4 separate regions of the Mus musculus genome follow, and all the other regions are linked to region 2. Evidence: chromatin contacts called from public HiChIP or PLAC-seq data. All regions are on one chromosome and are shown on one strand. The core of a region is the stretch at or near the end of the contact, and the rest is flanking DNA. Distances in the headings are between cores, read along the strand shown.

Region 1 (3,130 bases), core at 234-2,733, 370 kb after region 2:
TTCACTGACTTGCAGGAATTTCGCCCCTGCTCTGGAAGCTTTCCACGGAAAGAGAAGCAGACTGAATCCAATTCTGTTTTATGTGGTTGACGGCCTTCTCGTCACCAGGTTTAACAGATGGCTTTTCATCTGCTTGCCTTTCCGGCCCATACCGTGAAGACTGCATCAGGAGGAGCCGAACTCAAAGTCCTCTCGCCCTTGTTGGACAGGCCATGCCTGCCTACCTTCTAAGCCCCTGCCAGCTCCTAAATTCCATGCTTCCAAATAAGACAGTAAAATATTCGACTCTGTGGATTGTTAACAGATTCTTGGCCTGAGCACAAGTCGCCCCTAATGTGCCTGACTGGATACCAATATAAAGTACAATGGGTTCGCATATGCAATGCGTTGTCTTTCATTTTTAAAATCTCATTTTATAAAACTTTTAATTGAATCAGGCTTGAACTTCCTGTGGCTCGAAGCCAAATAGAATTACACTGATGCTAAAAATGTAAATGCATCCCAGATCCCATGGCCTGTGTATGCTCGGAGACACTGAAGCCTGAAGGCTTGTATGCACACTGAGATGAGAAGGGAGAAGCTAACGATTCAGGTGTCTGATTTATAAACATTTACAGGAACATTTTAAACGTTCTGCTTCAGAATGGTAAAACTATCTTTGACTTTGGAATTCTAGAATGCCAGACCTGGGAAGACTTCTGTGGAATCATTGGCTCATTCTCCACATGGTGGAAAGGAAACTGGGAAGGGGAAAGGAGAGACAATTTCAGGATGCCTCCAGTATCAACAGAGCCAGGGCCAAGTCGTATCCAACACACCCTGGTTCCGCTTCGACTGTGTCAGTCACTGTCCGTCCTATACATTGAGAGGTCTTGAAGTCACCCCAAGTACTGGGAAGTCCATGCCATCCTTTATCTGCTTTGCCCCTCATTCTGCATGAATTCCTCATGAAATAGACCGGTATCAGGCATGCGTGCATGCTCAGGAGACTAGAAATGGAAAAGAATGCTAGCTTCTCTCCTGTCTCCAGCCCCATTCTGCAAACAAGATGCCCACACAGAATCATGGAGGTCACTGCCTGGTGCCAATTCTTTTCCAGCCACCCATTTTACTTCAGAAATGGAGTTCTTATGACCCATGGATCGCCACGGACCGATGACATTGCTGCCCATCACATCTCCCTATCTTGTGGCTTGGTAGGGAACATCGATCGTTTGGAACATGCACAGACAAAATTTATCTTCCTTTTTTTTAAAAAGGAGCATACTCTCCCCCTCCCCCGCAGCAAAGGGAAACTGTATAAAGATGCTGATCTTTGGGGGTGCACGCTTTGACTCTGATACTAAGGGGCCCGGTATCTTTCTTTGCCTGTGCTGTTGCCAGGCAGACTAGTTACCAACGCAAAGCTCCTCCCTGATAAGTTGAACTGTTCCCCCTCCCAACTTCATTATGCCTGCAGCCGGAGCTCTGCTGCAGAGGAAGCCATGCCAGATACCCTGATTCATGTGCTTAAAATATCTGCCAGCCTGGGGATGCGGGCGAGGCAACAGATCTGGAAAACACAAATCAGATCATCAGCTGTTCTGAGCATGTGCGAGAACAGCAGCAGGATGGAGATGTGAACCACAACCAGGAGGAGGGGAACGGATACGGCTTCTAGACTGATGGGTGGGTAAGGCGGGCAGGAGCAGGCATGCAGTTTTAATGCTCTTAAAACTATCACTGAACATTCCAGGCACCAGGTATAAGGATGGACGGAGGCTTAGCCTGAGTCCACAGGGCTAGGCTGGAAAGGGTGACCCCAGTGTTGGAGAATCTTGATACACTCTGTGTAGGCATATCACTAGGTATTGACCCAGAGCATGCTGGCAAAGGACTGTCTCACTGAGTTAGGTATACCTGGCCCTTTAATAGGTTTATCTTAAGGTTTGTGGGATGGTTCAGTGGGTAAAAGCAGGAGCCACATAAGCCTAGAGAGCTGAGTTTCCGTCCTAGATCCTAAGTGGAAGGAGAGAACCAACTGCTCAAAGGAGTGCCCCCATTCTCCCAGGCACACCATACGTAGCATGCACATACCAGTGTGTGTGTGCGCGCACATGACCGCTCCCAATAATAATAATAAATAACATTTTAATGGGTTATATAATTTTATTTATGTTTTTATTTTATTTAAGGTCTCACTAAGTTGCCCAGGCCTTTCAAACTTGCTACATAACCGGTGGATTTGCTGTCTTCCTGCCTCAGCCTCCTCAGGAACTAAAATTACAAATGTGCTCCCACCAAGGCTGGCTGAGAATGTTCTGTGAAGAACTTGGACCAAGTCCCTTAGTTTGGGCTTCAGAGAGAACTTGGCTTTGCTTTCACTCCACACCAGGTAGAAAATGCAACAGAGGGAGAGGGAGAGAGACAGAGAGACAGAGAGAGAGAGACAGAGAGACACAGAGAGACACAGAAAGAGACTCTGTGGGTTGGGAACCCCCTGAAACAACTGTATGTAAGGAAATTATGTAGAAATGTCCCACTCGTGTGAACTGGAGTTTAGGCACCTAAGGGAGCCGAGAAAGATTCCTAAGCAGACAAGAAGGAGGTAGGACCAAGAACTCCATCATCTCTGGGAAAAGTCAGAGGCCCTTCCTTTAAGACCAGCAATGGAACTACCCAGTCACTTCTGAAGCACAGACGTGAAGCGGTTTGGCCACATAGCTGAGTGTGGGCCATCAGATCCTAGGATTTCTTGGCCTGGATCTGGGGACAGCTGGCCTCCTCGAAAATGATGGCGTTCCCTTGGGCTTTGCATGCCTGCACCCTAATTCCGAAGTCATTTTAGAAACACGAGAGGTGAGGGGGTTCCCAGACAGCTCAGATTTCTAGCCTTCAGCCATTCACATTCTGTGTCACCATGTCACCTTCATGTCACCTTCAACCAGATCAGGCGCCTTGGGGTGGTGAGGAGAACACCAGGAGTTCATGAGAAGACAGTGGGAGGTGCCATTCCATGGCAGCCATCTTTTCTCAGGCAGGGGTGCCTATGAGTTACAGAGTCGGGGCTCAGGAAAGATCTATGAGTAGACTAAAGGGGTTAGGATCCGTGGCTCTGACAGACTTCAAGGTGCCAGACTAGGGTGCCAGC
Region 2 (3,074 bases), core at 46-2,545:
CTGGGAATGTGCCCTGGGTTTCAGAGACACCTGGTGTCTCCTTTCACACCTTATGCCCATGGGTGATCCTTGGGTAGGCGCTGTAAAGAGTGGTGTCCCTCCTGCCCAGGCTGAGTGGCCTCCATGAGCCTGTGCTAGGCCAGGCATGGAGAAATAAGAAGGTATGAGAATGGCCCAAGCTCAGAAGGGAGACAGACCTTTTCAGGTTCCTACAATGGTCACAGCACTTGGGGGGCTGGGGAGGTGACCCTTGAACATCTAATAAGTGAGCAGGGGACTTCAGGCTGGGCATCTCCTTTCAGACCCCCCAGCTCCTATGTCGGAGCAGGAGGGCAGGAGACCATTTGGGTAGCTACCGAAATTGGACTCTCCTTTCAGCTTAGCCACACTAGGCTGGGTCTGGAGCATGAAGGGAGGGAAACAACGAGACATTTCTTATGCCCATTTTATTCATTATAGCAAGGATCTATGTAGGCATATATTTTTCACAACCTACTTTAATAAGAGTTCGACTTCCCCTCTAGCAGAGGTAGTGGAAAAGAAAGGTTATTAGGATAGGGGTGAAGTGGACCTCTTTAGAAATAGTTCTTTGGGGGCGATTCCCATCTTCATTGTTTTCTGTCAACTAGCAAACACCAAACATAAATCAGCAACTGCAGTCCAGTCCAGTTGGCAGGCAACACACCGGGAACAGCAAAGGCAGTTCACTCCAGGGGATAAGGTGAGGTTTGCCAATCGGCCAAGTCCAGTGACCAGAAGTCGCAGGACTCTCACAAGAAGTTATTTTGGTGGGTTTCTCTCTATGAGGTCACTACAAGCGAACTTCAGCAATGCAATGGAAGGTGAACCAATCTATGCGTGTCATCAGCGAAGGCTTGCAAGGCAGTGGAGGCAAAGCAGCTGGCGCTCCCACTCTCTGTGGGGCCATATTTATATTCTTTCTAAACATTGGGCATCCTTTCACCTGTTTGCTATAGCAAAACATCCTCTCACCTGTGTCTCCTTCATCAAAACATTCTCTCACGTGTCTGCTTTAGCAAGACATCCTTTCCCCTGATTGTCCCAGCAAAACATTATAACCCAAGTCTTCAAAGAAACCAGAAATTTCCACTTTAGATCTACTACATACATGTAATGAATCCTGATGCCTGACCCTTTTCTCTCCCCCTCGTTGGTTTTTCTTGTTTGATTTGTCTTGCGTTTTAAACAAGATCTCCTCCTCTGTAGCCCAGGCTGAACACAGCCTTAACCAGATCCCTCCTGTTGCAGCCTGAGTGCGGGAATTACAAGCATGCGCTGACGTCACCCCTGCTTTCCTCCAATCATGGAGAACCGCATCAGCGGCTTCATCGACATCAGCGTTTGATGCCGCTGGACCGCCTTTAAAGGAAGGGGTAGTATGTGTTTCTGCACCTCAAAGCCTAGCAGTCTATCTAAGATCACTCTATGCTTTCTGACTTCCCTGCCCCATAATTCCCAGGGGCAGCTTTCCAACGGCTTCCCTCCGCAGTGATGTTGAGGTTTACAAAAGCTGGAAGTGCCTTCCGGGGGGTGGGGGTGGGGGGAGGAATCTCCACAGAGATTCTTTCCTTCTTGCCCTGGAGCAGAAATAACCTATCACCCCCACCCCCACCCCCACTCCCTCCCCGCCACGACTCCCTTCCCTCCTCCCCGGTTCACACAGCAAGACCTCTTTTTTCTCCGCCCTCTAGAGTTTCCACCACCAAAAAAAATATTTTTTTTTAAAAAAGATGCAGTACTGAAGGGGTCAGTTTGGCCAGTCCCACTCCTTAGCGCAGACTCTGATGGGGCTATGGTACTTCTTGAAACTGAAAGCGGGAGAGACGCCTGCTTGTAGCCATTAAGGAAACAGCCCAACTGGCTTGGATGCCGGCCCAAACACAGACAGCAGAGGACGCTCACAGCATGCTGTTAAGCCTGCACGGGTGCAAGTTGGTGCTGGGGGACGTTCTGGCTCCGGAAAGTTCAGTACTAAAGTGAATGGCTACACACATACCCATGGCATCTTCTCTCCTTGGCCCCTCTGTGATTTTCTCCTAAACTCACAACCTACATCGCTATCACATGCCACCTTTTGTGTTCCTGACAAGCAGCCTGGAAGCTGGGGACATGAACTTCGTTTCTAATTTTGTAGAGATCTTTCCTCCTATGAAACTTCTCTCCCTCCTCCTTCTGAACTTTGAACTGTAAAACTGTCAGAAGAGCATGGGGTGGGGGGGGGGGAATTCCGCTGGGAGCGGAAGTCTCTGAGCAGCAGGTTTTGGTAATGAGGCTACTCACCTCTTTAGTGAGCTATCTAAAGAGACCTTGATTTTGGTTTTGGCTGGTGTAGAGGGGAGTCATTTAAGTAAATCTAATTGACTCTTTCTTCTCCACCCACCCACCAAAGGAAAGAGGGTGACCCCAACTCATGCCTCAGTGAAGCCCGTGAGTTACCGTCCTTTGCTGGTTCAGCCCACACAGAGGAACTGCTATGGGTCCCACGAATACTGCACATTCACTCTCAGAGCATCACAGAGTCTCTGCCCCAGGTTTAACGGGATGCTAGAGATCTCAGCAGCTTGCTGAGGTGGAGAGACCCACCCTGGATAATGTTCATCAAGGGATTCCAGGTCTGTCTCTGCCTTGTCCCTCCCAACAAAGCCTGGACTAAAGGAATGGGGAAAATAAATGGTGTGAGGGGGCAGGCACAACCTTGAAGAAATGTATAGTCTGGACTAAAGCCTCAGAACCAGCTGACACTCCCAGAGCTGCGGCATCCAATTTGAAAACAACGGGGATAGTCTATTGGGTGGCCACAGGTCTTGTCCGCAGCTTATCAGCACAATGGGGGCCTCACTGAGACATATGACACTCCTGGAGGGATAGTGGCTATTGTGAAGGCTAACCCGGCATTAAAACTCTTCAACAGATGAAAACAACCGGTGAAAAGATGAAAATTGACCTGAGACAATGACAAGTCTCATTCCAACCCTAAGAAAAATGTCCTAGTATTGGATGCCTGTGAACTCAGGCCGACGCAGCCTTGAGCTATGTCAGGTGATCAAAAACAA
Region 3 (3,413 bases), core at 309-2,808, 330 kb after region 2:
CTCTGTGTGGGTATATGCCCCATGTGCATGCAGTACCTTTGGAGGCCAGAAGAGAACATCACATTCTCTGGGAGTGGAATTTCAGACACTTGTGAACTGTCATATGGGTTTTGAAACTTGAACCCTTGCCTGCTACAAGAGTATCAAGTGCTTCTAGCCACTGAGCCAACGTGTTAGCCACCCCCAGATTGAATTTTTAAAAAGTGGGTCTCATTATATAGCCCTGACTGAATTAGAACACACTATGTAGATCAGGATGGTCTTGAAGTCACAGAGATATTCCTGCCTCTCCCTCCTGTGTGTTAGGATTAAAGGTGTCCACCACTGGACCCCACAAACCTCCAATAAAAATATATTCTGGGAGACTGCAGAGATGAATCAATGGTTACGAGTACTTACCATTCTTTCACAGAGTTAGAATTCAGTTCCTAGCAACAAAGTATTTTGTGTGCTCTGTGGGCACTGCACACACATGTACATAAACACATGCACACAAATTAGTAAAAATGAAAACTTAAAACTGAATTATTTTAAAGGAAAGAATGTTTTTGGATTGGTGGGATGGCTTAGCCAGTAAAGGCTCTTGGTGGAGTAGTCCTAGCTACCTGACTTCAACAACATCTAAAGCCTTCATAAAAATGGAAGGAGAGAACCAATCTTACAAAGTTTCCTGTTGGGAAAATCTCACGTGCACTGTATGTGAGGTATCGCCTGTCTCAGTGTTCTGTAAATATCTTCTTCATCACCCTCTTATTGGCTTAAGGAAGAGCTGAACGGCCTATAGCAAGGCAGAAGGAGAAAGGCGGGACATCCAGGCACAGAGAGGAACTCTGGGAAAGAGCCTTCACCAGCCCTTTTCTCTGGAAAAGAAGATCACCAGCCAGACTCAGAGGAAGGAATAGGTGCTGGTACTGAGGAGTGGTAGGTAACAAACCGCATGCAAGAACGAGGAAATGGTAAGATTTACTTAGATGAGCTAGTTGAGAGTCTGCCAAGCTACAGCCAAGCTTTCATAATAGTTAAAAAGGTCTCCTTGACATTGCTGGAGCGACCGGCGGGCTGAGGCAATCCGGAGGTATTTCCCCTCTGCCTTCCATACATGCATGGTGGCATGTGTGCTCCATTCCACATCACTTACACAATGATAATTAAAGTTTAGAAATTTAAAGAATTTTAAAATTGAATTATGTGTATATATAAATGCCCTCTGTATTCATATGACTACATAGTTTTTTATTGTATTCATATGCCTACATGGCTTTTGCAAGTAAAATGTCTTCAAGCCTTGCACAACCCATATTTTTTCCCAGGGGAACAAGAGAGACTCTGAACTTGCCAAATATGACTCAGCAGGTCATTGACAAAGCCTTGCACACAGGGGTGAGGAACGAAAAGCATTTTCAACCATCTACCTTGAGATACATAAAATTTCTGTGTTTGCTCGGCAGTGCAGTTGGAAGAGATTCAGTGATTCGGCCCAGTGTGGAGCCTGGGTTTGAAGAGGCCTGCTGTGTGGAACACTTCAGAACTCTGACTTCGTGCCTTAGTCACTTCCTCCTTGGGGTCCGCAGAGCCTCGACCTAACTTTATGCAGCTGCCGGTCAAATAGAACGTTTGGCTCTATTACTTTATTCTTCTTACGACAGCTGCTGCTTCCTGTGGGTAGACCAAGTTAAAAGAAAAGAAGTCCAAGCTTGCAAACTTGGTGCTGCTGTCTTTGAAGGAGATTTGTCTTGTTGGCTTAACGGCCCGTGAGGCTCAGGATGAAACACCGCCCAGAGAAAATGATCTACTTCTCGCCTTAGCGACAGTGTAGGGCCCAGCTCATACATGGATGCTATTAAGAGTGTGTTGTGAGGCCGGAGAGATGGCTCAGCACTGAAGAGCCCTTGTAGCTCTTGCAGAGGACCCATGTTTGGTTCCTAGCACCCACATGACAGCTTACAACTATCTGTAACTCCAGTGCCAGTATATCTGATACTCTCTTCTGGCCTTCCAAGGTACTTCCTGCATGGATGCACAGATGTCCCTGCAGGGGAAAAAAAAAAAAAAAAGAGCCAGGCGTGGTGGCACACGCCTTTAATCCCAGCACTCGGGAGGCAGAGGCAAGCGGATTTCTGAGTTTGAGGCCAGCCTGGTCTACATAGTGAGCTCCAGGACAGCCAGGGCTATACAGAGAAACTCTGTCTCAGAAAAAAACAAAATAAATAAATTAATTAATAAATAAAAACAAGTAAGTCTTTTTAAAAAGAAAACAAAAAGGAGGGTAGTTTGTGAAATTCGATTAGTGCTTTATGATATGTGAAGTCATAAGGTCATAGGATTATAATGATCAGCATATGCTAGATCTGTATGTTTAGTGTACACCACTGAATGATAGTTAAAAGGAACATAGAAAACTTTCTGATTTTTGGATCCTCAATGCCTAACACATGATCTGAAGTATAGTAATTGCTCAATAAATCATAGAATGACTGAACGTGCAACTGTGGTCGATCTACATTATGCTTCTTGGTATAGAAGAGAACATTTTTCAGAAGGAAAAACTTAAAACCAAATTGCTAAGGACCTTTTATTAGATGTAGGCGGTAACCAAGAGCACAGAGAGTGAATTGTCTAAATCTAAAAGTAGCTATGACTGAACTGTAATGAATATCATTCCAGTCAATTGCAATGGGTAACAGGAACTATTGTCAAATGCTCCACAGATGTACTCTCATCTCCTTAATTGGTTCCCAGAAACCTTCTGTCGCTGGGCTTGAGTTACAGAGTTATAGGACTTATTGTTATAGGAGTGAAGAATGAGTATTGCCTAGAACTGAGAATATTGATCACAGCCAAATTCCTTGATGTCAATAAAATGTTACAGAAAGAAAAGACTTCTCGAGTTATAATAGCTTCCCTTTAGTCATCAAGGCAAGATCTGTAGGAGGGAGACCATAGAGTTTCTCTCCAGCATAGAATGTCTTCTCTCTTAGGCCTGGTCATGCCATGAAGTTGTCTTCTCCAGAATGATCATGTCAGTAGGATGTGCTATAGGCAAAAATAAAAACAAAACCCAATAAAAAAGTCCCAACCTGGTTCTCTCTGGCTTTCCTCCACATCTAATGAGCAGGAGAGGCTCAGGTAGACCGGTTGTCCGGCGAGAGGCAGTGACTCTCATCCCTGCTGGCTAGTGTGGGCCCTCAGGGACCCAGAGTTGCCTGACTGTCTAAGGGCAGGAAGGCAGAGGTGCTGATGCCGGAATGTGTGGGACATCAAGTCCAGTGGTGGACATCTCAGAAGAGACAGCCCGGAGCATCCAGTCACAGGGGAGAGCCGTGGTGACAGCAGGGTGTTGAACGGGTAGGTGTCTGAGGACTTGTCTTTCCTTCCCCCACTGAAGCCACCATGGGGTCATACAATCCATTTCA
Region 4 (3,092 bases), core at 435-2,934, 480 kb after region 2:
GGAAGGAAGGTAGGTAGGTGAGTGGCTGTTGAGCAGCTTGCTTGGATGTGGAAGGAGCTAATGAGGAAGCCCCCAGGAGGAAGAGCTGACTGCAGAGTGTCCCCACTTGAGAGAAACTTGTTGTAGATTCTTCGTGTGAGCTATCAAGAGACTTACAAGGTCTGTCCCACTGAGCCTATTTCTTCGGGAGCAGCCGAAGAAAGTACTAAGTGATTATAAGGATTCTCGTGTAAACAGTACTGTAATGTCAGAAGACGCCAACCCACTGCACTACAGGAGAAAAGTTAAATAAAATACAAGAATTAAATAGTATTCGCTTAAAAATGTAATATATATTTGGGTTTTGGGTTTTTTCTTTTTGAGGCAGGGTTTCTCTGTGTAGCCTTGGCTATCCTGGCACTCACTATATCAATCAGGCTGGTTTCAATCCCAGAGCCACTGACCTCTGACTCCTGAGTGCTGGGATTAAAGGTATGTGTCACAAACATGTGCAAGATCTCTACAGTGGTATAATCAACTACTGGGCGTAAGCAAGCAACACCATACAGAGGCCTTTACACACAGGCATGGACACACTCATGAATGCACATGCTCTCTCTCTCTCTCTCTCTCTCTCTCTCTCTCACACACACACACACACACACACACACACACACACACACACACACACACGTACTGGCCTGATGGCTGAGGGGTCGACATTACACAGAATTTTGTCTCCAGTTACCTAGTGTTGGAGGATACGATGTGGTGGGCGGGTGGAGTCCGGATCCTGCTCCCTGTCCCGGGTGTCCAGTGCTTCCTTGGGACACATTGTTGTGGGGATCACTGGCAGTGACTGCACTGTTACCAGGACAGGAAGTCCCACCTCCAGTGTCAGAATCTTCAATATTGCCACCACTGTTACAGCCAGCTCCACAGCCTTTCCTTAGCCTGGGGAAGAATTGCAAAGCAGAAAGCCTTACTTCGCCATCACATCAAAATCAGTCCTTTACTCTTCTGAGTGGTCAGCACTGTCAGCGTCTGCCTTGCCAAGCCTGTGGCCACGGCTTGAGAAGCACAGCCCTGCCCTGCTCACTGCCTCGAGCCCTTCTGCCAGCTCTACAGGTCCGTCTGCTTGTCCATACACCACACCTAAGAACTGTGTAGACCACAGCTGCACCGTCTGGACCTCAGGTAGAATTATGATTTATTTGGCTGGTTGGTGGTGGCACGCACCTTTAATCCCAGCACTCAGGAGGCAGAGGCAGTTGTTTTGCTGAGGTCAGCCTGGCCTACAAAGCAAGTTCCAGGACAGCTAGAGTATCACAGAGAAACCCTGTCTCAAAAACCAAAACCAAACAAGCAAACAAACAACCCCCCACCTATTCTCAAAGGATAAAAAAATCTTTGAGAATAATAATCTATAAATTCTCCTTACTGTCTACCAAACTATAATGCTTCTATACCCCACGTTAGGTTTCACCAGACAGAGGGAAATGCAGCGTGTACACCCTATCACACTACAGACTTGCACCTAGGGATGGCTGGACTGTTGCAATGGCAACAAAGAATCTTTGAGGCACAACCAGATGTGTGGAGTGCTCCCTGCTGCTGGGAAGGAACGCAGGAGCAGAGGAAGTCACCCACATGCAGAAGAGGGCAAATGCTATAGGGTGAGGAAATGAAACTCAGGCAAAGGAGCAAAGCGGGTGTGCAGCTCTGCTGATGTTGCCACAGATACATCAGATTCACCACGGTCAGCCAAAGCCAGATGCTAGCTTCTGGAGATGAAGAGCTGATTTCTACCCTCCAGTGCTCAGGCAGAGTAGGTGTGCACAGTGCTCCTGCACCTGCACTTTCTCTACAAGTTTCCCAGGTGAGCCGCCCAGGCCCCGGGCACACCACTCCTGAACGATACAACCCCACTACCTGTGCCAGGTGGACACTATGAAGTTCCGGATGTTTCCCAAGCTGATTGGTCCCCCAAGAATTTCTTTGAGTTGGTCATGGCTGTCAGAGTAAGACGTTGTGAGGGGCGACACGAAGATCGGGTAGCCAATAGGCTGATCACAAGACGAGTTTATCATGTTTCGCAGTGCCTGCTTGGCATTCTGGATGCTGCCTCTCTCTGGGTTCCGGTTCCGGAGAAAAACGAGCTCCTGTTGCTGTCCTGCCCAGAGCCCTCGGACACATTCCTTGTTCACCTGTGGGGCAGGAAAGGGCAAAGACAGAGGTCAAGGAACAAAAGTGTAGAAACGGGTGACAGCGTGGTGATCAACTGAAAGGCTGGGACTACAAGGCGACCTTTGAAAGGAGCTAACAGAAGGTCCTCATGGAGAGCAAATAGCCTGCTCTCCCTTACTCCACCTCCTAAAGACACCAAGTCACATGCAGTCCCTTACTTTGTCAATCGAGTGAACTAGACAGTTCTGATGGAAGGACAGGCAGCACACATTTCAAGTCCAGATGATGTCTGATATTTTGGGGCTGATTAAATGATTAGATCAAGATAGGCGGCTGACAAGATGGCTCAGTGGTAAAGGTCATCTTTACCAAATGCCAAACCTGGCAACTTGTGTATGATCCTCGGGACCCACTTGGTGTGGTAGGAGAGAAGCAATCTGAAAGCTGTTCTTTGGCTTCCACATAAATGCTGCACACGGCATATGCACACACATTCATACACACTCACAATAAGTGCTTAAAGAGAAAAGTGAATCACTAATAAACTATACATTTCAAAAACTCATCTTTCTAACCCCCTAAAAACACACACACATATGCACACATATATGAACACTTACATGTGCAGAATGTGTTAGAGTAAGGGAGAATCTAAGAACAAACCATTTACAGTTAGCTTTGAGTCACAATGAAGCACACACTTTGTTATTTTATTAATGGAGGAGAGCGAGCGCCTCATAAACAACAGAACGCTGGCTTTTAGAGGGACACTGTCCACATTTCATGTGCATGGACAGAAGGCCACCAACACTGAAATAAGCTAAACAAACGCTCTACAGCACCTAAGGAAACCTCACGGTGCAGAGGGATCTAACGCTAAGCAAGCAAGTTCATGAACGAGGAATGCACAGCTGCTCAATTTCAAC

The links. HiChIP or PLAC-seq counts read pairs in DNA pulled down with a chosen protein or histone mark.
Region 1: an H3K4me3 HiChIP or PLAC-seq map of forebrain shows a contact between it and region 2, with 5 times the contacts expected there. The contact joins two enhancer-like sites. A contact is called at or near these places in 2 of 15 datasets of contacts at CTCF or cohesin (the NIH/3T3 cell line and large pre-B cells), 11 of 484 Hi-C or Micro-C datasets (the HL-1 cell line, bone marrow-derived macrophages, embryonic stem cells and 2 more) and 16 of 115 datasets of contacts at active chromatin or transcription factors (CD8 T cells, the NIH/3T3 cell line, T-cell acute lymphoblastic leukemia and 9 more).
Region 3: an H3K4me3 HiChIP or PLAC-seq map of stem cell-derived neural progenitor cells shows a contact between it and region 2, with 19 read pairs. The contact joins two enhancer-like sites. A contact is called at or near these places in 3 of 15 datasets of contacts at CTCF or cohesin (the NIH/3T3 cell line, large pre-B cells and pro-B cells), 4 of 484 Hi-C or Micro-C datasets (B cells, the G1E-ER4 cell line and myeloid progenitors) and 10 of 115 datasets of contacts at active chromatin or transcription factors (bone marrow-derived macrophages, embryonic basal ganglia, embryonic forebrain and 6 more).
Region 4: an H3K4me3 HiChIP or PLAC-seq map of bone marrow-derived macrophages shows a contact between it and region 2, with 5 times the contacts expected there. The contact joins two enhancer-like sites. A contact is called at or near these places in 4 of 15 datasets of contacts at CTCF or cohesin (CD8 T cells, the NIH/3T3 cell line, large pre-B cells and 1 more), 12 of 484 Hi-C or Micro-C datasets (the F1.1 cell line, bone marrow-derived macrophages, cardiomyocytes and 7 more), 23 of 115 datasets of contacts at active chromatin or transcription factors (the 230-238 cell line, the NIH/3T3 cell line, acute myeloid leukemia and 15 more) and 1 of 9 other capture datasets (embryonic stem cells).

What each region holds. Positions count from the first base shown.
Region 1 is chr12:82,102,799-82,105,928 of GRCm38.p6, reverse strand. All of the region lies in intron 6 of Gm30799 (a long non-coding RNA gene), which reads right to left. Among named protein-coding and RNA genes, the nearest start is that of Gm30799, 35 kb to the right of the region's middle. Within about 2 kb of position 1,483, at least 57 of the 459 cell types and tissues checked have an H3K27ac peak or open chromatin away from gene starts, as enhancers often do. A contact at or near this core is called in forebrain, where this site is marked.
Region 2 is chr12:82,469,027-82,472,100 of GRCm38.p6, reverse strand. No RefSeq gene overlaps it. Among named protein-coding and RNA genes, the nearest start is that of Gm30966, 6.2 kb to the left of the region's middle. Within about 2 kb of position 1,295, at least 295 of the 459 cell types and tissues checked have an H3K27ac peak or open chromatin away from gene starts, as enhancers often do. A contact at or near this core is called in the NIH/3T3 cell line, bone marrow-derived macrophages and forebrain, where this site is marked.
Region 3 is chr12:82,137,591-82,141,003 of GRCm38.p6, reverse strand. No RefSeq gene overlaps it. Among named protein-coding and RNA genes, the nearest start is that of Gm30799, 70 kb to the right of the region's middle. Within about 2 kb of position 1,558, at least 36 of the 459 cell types and tissues checked have an H3K27ac peak or open chromatin away from gene starts, as enhancers often do. A contact at or near this core is called in the NIH/3T3 cell line, where this site is marked.
Region 4 is chr12:81,990,868-81,993,959 of GRCm38.p6, reverse strand. It overlaps Pcnx (pecanex homolog), which reads right to left. Exons shown (of 36, transcript NM_018814.3): 32 at 1,912-2,186; 33 at 728-933. Among named protein-coding and RNA genes, the nearest start is that of Gm30799, 77 kb to the left of the region's middle. Within about 2 kb of position 1,684, at least 12 of the 459 cell types and tissues checked have an H3K27ac peak or open chromatin away from gene starts, as enhancers often do. A contact at or near this core is called in bone marrow-derived macrophages, where this site is marked.